Linked DNA regions of Mus musculus: region 1 is linked to region 2. Evidence: chromatin contacts called from public HiChIP or PLAC-seq data. All regions are on one chromosome and are shown on one strand. Each heading gives the region's core, a stretch centred on a gene start, on an enhancer-like site or on the middle of the called end of the contact. The rest is flanking DNA. Distances are from core to core; before and after follow the strand shown.

Region 1 (3,226 bases), core at 248-2,747, 220 kb after region 2:
AGTGGTGGAGGGGCTCTGTCACCCCGAGGAGATGTGTTCCTGTGGCCACCACAAACCTTAGATGCTTATAACCCCAAACTCATGAATTCCCAAAGGTAGATGGGGTAGCCTGTCAGGCAGATGGAGGCTGTTTGCAGAAGGATCTCTACTCCTGGAGACTCCCTCCTCTCATCCTCAGGCAAGGAACTAAAAGACAAACACCAGCATGTAGAATGCGCTGGAGGGCCTGGGGTCAGGTTTAAGGGCAATTGATTGGTGGATGGATAGATGTGAGAATGAGTTAGCCATTCTAAGCAGAACCTCAGGACCTGAAGCCTTAGAGCAGTGCATTGAGACGCCTTTGGGAGGTCAAATGACCCTCTCACAAGGGTAGTATATCAGATACTTATATTATGATTCATAACAGTAGCAAGATTATAGTTACTAAGTAACAACAAAATAATTTTGTGATTTGGGGTGATCACAACATGAGGAGCTGTATTAAAGGGTTGCAGCATTAGGAAGGCTGAGAACCACTAATCTAAGGAAAAGTATTGGTGGGTCCATCTACATTAACTGAAAAAAAATTATTATATAAAAATCACATGACCAGAGTATAGGAGGGTCTGCAGAAAAGGGTGAACCCCCTTCTGTGCAAAGAATTTCAGAAAGACAGCCTGTTGAAGATGCTGAGGAACCCTCCCCAGAATAAAGGCAGCCTGGAGGCTGGGCACCCCGTGCCAGGAGTGCAGCTCTTGGTGGGGCGGAGGACATCATGCAACCTTTAGGGGGCTGTTGATATAAGCTCCAGGGGTCTATTGACACAAGCATCAAAAGCACCCAAAGGTGCATGTGCCCTGTGCCACAGAAACTTCTTGGACTGGACAGGTGCCCAAATCTAAATCCAGAGATTCTCTTCAAATCATTTTTGAAATGATAAGAATGTTTAGAAATGGTTAGGGTTGGATACATTTGTATAAAACAAAAGAGACTGAAACAGATTCTTCTGAGAAGACATCATCTGCTGGTTTGGTAAAAGTTCTCTAATGTATTTATTAAAATTAGGGCCAGCCTTTAACATTTCACAGGTGAAAAAGCCAAGGCTTGGAATAGCCAGAGGCTTGCCTCTTGACTGCCCGACTTAGCCCCTGAGGGTTGTGTTATTTGGTCTTTGGCAGGTCTCTTCCCTTTTTGGGTTTTTCTGGAAGGTGTGTGTGTGCATGTGTGTGTGTGTGTGTGTGTGTGTGTGTGTGTGTAGGGGGGTGGTTTTGGGTACCCCCAGCTTGCTTTCTAACCCATGGTGAGATCTTTACTCTGAGTTCAGCACCCTGCCCCCTCATCCATGCCTTTTCCCCAAGCCAGGAAAGCTGTCCTGAGTGGCCAGGCTGGGCTAAGTCTTGTCCTGGGTGACTAGAACTTCTGAGAAGTGCCAGAAATTTCATCACACCAGAGGGAAGGGTCAGATGAATCAGAAATGAGTTGGGCCACAGAGGTGGAAGCCTACCATTCCCAGACAGAGTCGTCAGGCCGTTGGCTTCCTGGAACACACAGGGGACTCATGGAAGAGTAATGGCTCCCCACCTCCCCAGGGGTTCTATATGCTTCTGACTCTCTGAGCAGTTCGCCAAGGGCACTTGGTCCCTGTTCACAAGGTGGGACAGTGTGGGGGTGTGTGTGGAGAGAATGAGCTGATTGCGTGGGACCTGCCATCCTGCTGAGCCTCAGCCTCTTCAACTGTAAACCAGGAACAGTGATGGAAATCTCGACAATGGGAAGTGTCGGGAGGAGTCTGGGAAGTGCAGGGGGTGGGGGAATGGGGACTGTACATGGTAGGCCATTTAGTCTCACCAAATCAAGTTTATCAGCCAATTCCTGTAGGAAAATTTGTGAACAAGAAACTTCTGTTCACACTGACCAAAGTCTCAAACGAAACAACTAGTTCAAAACTGCAACTCAGATTGGCAGACGCTTCCAGAACCAAGTGAGTCTCTATAGTGGAAGCCTGAGACTGGAGGATCTGCAGAAAGGCTGAGCTTCAGCATCTGCCATCAGGAAGCACTCCTGAGTTCCTGTGCTGCTCAGAGCTGCTCTCTGCTCATTCCTGGCCCATCACACCTTAGGCAGTGGCCACAAGCTCAGGCTCAAAAAAGCACCAGGCACAAGTGTCCTCTTTGGACTCCTTGCCAGAGTCCTTCTTAGTTACCTCTCTTCCCTGATTCCACCACTGGTGCTGAGGATAGACTCCTCTTGCAGGCCACACCTGGGCCAGGTGCCCAGCTAGGAAGTAGGGGGTTCTCCTGGTCCCAATGCATCATGTGGTCTCAGGATAGATATGGGAAGTTTCTGCAGAGGCCCTAGTACCTGGGGATGTACCTGGGCAAAAAACTGAAATGCAGACTGCATAGGTCTTGTAGTATACACAAGCCCCACCCCTAGTACCCCCTAACTTCATGGGAGATTCCCGTCTACAACATGGTATATCTAGGCTTCTCAGCAGAGATCTTAAGTTAGTTAGGTATAGGCCAGGCTGTTATAATGAAGAGGCCCATGCTTTGGTTCATTTCCAAGTGAAGGGTCAGCGCAGGTAAAGCCACCTGTGATACCCAGCAGGGCATGACCTGTGTCAAGCTACCCGGAAGGGAAAGGAAAGGGCAGGCTTGTCCTTCCTTGGAGCTGGTCATATCTTTCCTCTCCAGTGGCCCAGAGTGTCTGTGGCTGTGGCAGCCAGAAATGCCAACCTTAGCCAGGCTCCTGTGCCCATCTGAACTCCCTGTGGGTGGATTTTCATCAAACAGTGGGGAGGGGTCTAAGTCCTGCCACAGGTGGAAAGGGTTGGGTGGGTGGAACAGATCCGTGGTGAGCTGGAAAGCAGAGGGGCGGGGGTTGGGGGCGGGATTTTCCCAGGAGGGTAGAACAGCTTCTTATACAGCTCTAGCCTTGGGGATGGGGTGTGGGTGGATGAAGGGCTAGAGATCCAGATCAGAGAGGGCCTTGACCTGGCCCTAACCATTGATTCTGTTTCTCTGTATCCAGGTCTTGCTCATGTCAAATGCTAGTTCCTGCCCAGGTATCCCTGAGGCCTGAGATGTGTGGGCTGGTAGTGCAGCCACTCTGGGGAGGAGGCAGGGCACAGGAAGGACATGCACAGGCAAGAATTCCAGGTGCTGGTGAACTATCATCTAGAAGACTGAAGGAGGGAGGGGGAGCCTCAGGGGCTCCAGGTGGCCTTTTTCCTGCAGACTCTCCT
Region 2 (3,248 bases), core at 738-3,237:
ATTTACCCTGCAGATCATTCTCCCGGTGTTTAGCCACCACTGGCTGCAACCTAGATTTGCTCTAGCTTCTATGCTGGGGATGAACATTTATGATCTCCTACGTCAATTATTTCTGCACAATTCTGATTAATAAAAGCTGAATCAGTTTAGCCCTGGGACACTGCTATGCTTGCTTGGATATAAAATATTTAAACTGAATTGTCTTTCTACTTTTCTATGTTTGAAAATTCTGGAGCTAAGCAATCCTCCAAAGCAGTTTCGATGTCCTGGCTAACCCTATTCCAAAGCTATCATCTACAGGCAGTTCCTATGTCTGATCCCTTAAAGAAGTAGTTACTCTCATTTGTCATGGAACTGACTCAGAGAGGCTGGGCCTTACAAACTTTGAGCCACTGGAAACAGCTACAGCAGGGGCTAGGTCTTCCAACCCACTGCTAGATGAGGACTAACTGCCCACTCATGAGAAAGCCTTAAAGGTCCTCCAGAAGAAGCCTAGGGAAGTTAGGGTGACAGGGGCATTGCAACATCAAAGCTGCTATGCTTTATTGATGGAAACAGAGCCCTTTCCATGCACAATACTTACTGACCAGTGAATTCTGCATAACTCTGAGTTATCAGCTCCATAGACTTGGTACACAAGAATTCCAACCATATCACTTGGCCACACTTAGCCTATAGTTGGGGAGATCTGGTCTGCAGACTAGCATGTGTCTATGCTGGGTGAACGTCTGCAAGCAGGAGATCCACTGAACTCAGATGGTCTCATAACTACATCAGTAGCTCGTACTCCCTTTCAGATAGGTCAGTTTCACCTTCTTTGATTCCAGTTTTTGACAAATTCCCAGTTTGTCTATGTTTGTTTCTCTGCTGGCTCAGTGGTAATTATTCCTGTTGACACCCAGACAAGCACAGAACTGTGTACTTCCCAAGTTAAGCCAAGTGTTGCTCTTCTATAAAAAAATAAAGTAGCACAAACAATCCAATCAGCTGTCAAAGCAATGTTATAGACAAAATAACTGACAGATAGTCATCCTGATGACACAACATATGGATGTTCCCAAATGCCTGCCTCCTGTGGCCAAGCGCTCACCACACCTCCCTCCCCATAGCGAAGCCCTGAGGTCTGAGGTTTCTGCAGGCACAGTGGCCTGTATCTGGTGTGAACACTCACGTCAAAAGCACCAGCAGCTCTCAACTGCAATTCACACACTGCACCACTCACTATTTCTCTCAGCGCCAGCTAGATAAAGAAGCATTCCCTGATTTACTTTCTGGGTTGTAAAATAATAATTTGCTTAGCTTGTCAGACGGCTGGGAGAGAGCTTCAGAAAAACACTCCCTCATCTTTCTGTGGACTCTACCATCTGCTGGAAAAATAAGAATGGCTCACCCTGATCCCTTACAGTTTAATACATTTTGTCCAACTAGGACAAGTGTCCCAAAGTGTGGTGCAGCTTGTTCCTGACAAAGGGACATCTTCTCAGCACTGGATCCAGCCTTTATCTCAGCTGGGAGAAGGAGAATATTATTTAGTGGAAATATAACCACAGGGTCTCCTGCCACCAGTTTCTCAGCCACAGTTACAGGTGAGGAGAAAAAAGGCCTTCCTATCCTCTTCCAGACCCCTAGTCTTTGCTCCTAGGGAGAAAGGAATCTGCGCATAAGAGCACTCTGCTTCCTAGCCCCTACACCCCAGTTTTGGTACTTTCTAACCACTTTGAAGAACACAACTCAAAGGCTCCTTGCCAGGACCATCATAGTGCTTTCTGTGTTATCTGCCTGCTGCCAATTAGGACAGTCCAGTTTCCTCTTGCCACCCCCTCTTCTACGGCCACCCTTGAGCATGCCCCTGAAATGAAGCACCACCATCATGGTTAATGTCACCACAAACCCAGAAAAGCACTTTGTTTGGTAAGTCAACAGACACTGAATGCCACTGAAAACCTCCCCCAGAGTGAGTCACCAACTCAGAGCTTCAGAAAAAACGTCCTCTCAGAGTGATGTGTGATGTGACAGCCCTTGAGGGCTGGAGCAGATGAGAAGGCGGAAGAGGCTGTTCCACTGGGCCTCTCCCCAGCCACTTGAGGCTGATGTTTACTTCTGCCAAGAAACTTCAGGAGATCAAAGGCTAAAAGGGGGTCACCTTCTTCTACCTTTTCCCCTTTACACAATCACCACCAAAAGCACTGCATTGGTGACAAGATTCAATGGGGCAGAAGGGATCCAAACATGCTGTGCACCTTCAAGCACTGGCCAGGAGCCAAAAAGAATCCTGAGAAGTGGTCTGATCATTCCACAGTGTGAAAGTCAGGCAGGAGGTGAGCAAGATCAGGAGCCAAACAGCGTGAGATCCAACACTGGCTGACGACCAGACAGAGCTTAAACAAGGCATGTGATCCCTCTAAGCCTAGGTTTCACATCTGTATAATGGGAGCCTGTCTTTGCCTGATAGGAGTGATGACACATAAGGTATGAGCACACAGCAAACCCTTAGGGGATATTGCCATGTTCTCTTAAACTTGGTTCAATACATTCATTCGCACCTGCGGTTTGATGATTCCAATACTTCTTGTCTTCCCTGGCTTACCCATTCAGGCTATATACTCTGAGCACCCACTAGGTACCCAAGCTCTAGTGAGGGAAATGTGGTTCTAGAAATGGATCATTAGAATGTAGCTGACTGCACACTGCATAAATGAGTGCTGATGTCAGGGGAAAATCAACGTCAATAACAACAGAAGCAAATAACTCCCAGATAGCAAAGGCACCATGAATGAATGGATTTCTTCCCTGTTTTAATCTTCTCCCCCAGTGCTGGGAATAAATAATGACTCTTGGTACTAGAGGTCAAGACATTCAAGAAAGCCCTCTGAGGAAGAGCTTAAAGTTTCTGGGATTGAAAGCTTCTAGCATGTCTAGGCATCTGTGCCTAGTGAGGTAATTATCAAGCTCACTCTTGTCTCAGGGAAAGCAATGGACCCCTGAAGCTCATCTATATAGTGAGAAGGGAGCTCCTAACTCAGGCTGCAGTGGCTACCAGCTACTTAGTAAAAGGTCAGTCAGGTCTTGCTCAACCAGCATGCTTGTCAGACCGGCTCTTCTCAGGGCCACTATATGCAAATAGGGAGGCCTGAGAATGTTGTTATCCTCTGCCCAAAGGTAGAAAGTAGAGGCCAATCCCCTAGCTCCATTTCCCCCCAAACTGTGGCCCTATTCTGCTCTGTCACCTCTGGAAACTCAGCTTAATA

What was found. HiChIP or PLAC-seq counts read pairs in DNA pulled down with a chosen protein or histone mark.
Region 1: a contact with region 2 is called in an HNF4G HiChIP or PLAC-seq map of pancreatic cancer cells. The contact joins two enhancer-like sites. A contact is called at or near these places in 9 of 39 promoter capture datasets (the C10 cell line, embryonic stem cells, hematopoietic stem and progenitor cells and 5 more) and 1 of 115 datasets of contacts at active chromatin or transcription factors (pancreatic cancer cells).

Annotation. Positions count from the first base shown.
Region 1 is chr6:91,206,229-91,209,454 of GRCm38.p6, forward strand. No RefSeq gene overlaps it. Among named protein-coding and RNA genes, the nearest start is that of Fbln2, 4.9 kb to the right of the region's middle. Within about 2 kb of position 1,498, at least 42 of the 459 cell types and tissues checked have an H3K27ac peak or open chromatin away from gene starts, as enhancers often do. A contact at or near this core is called in pancreatic cancer cells, where this site is marked.
Region 2 is chr6:90,982,329-90,985,576 of GRCm38.p6, forward strand. It overlaps a transcript of Iqsec1 not described here. Among named protein-coding and RNA genes, the nearest start is that of Gm38860, 26 kb to the right of the region's middle. Within about 2 kb of position 1,988, at least 27 of the 459 cell types and tissues checked have an H3K27ac peak or open chromatin away from gene starts, as enhancers often do. A contact at or near this core is called in pancreatic cancer cells, where this site is marked.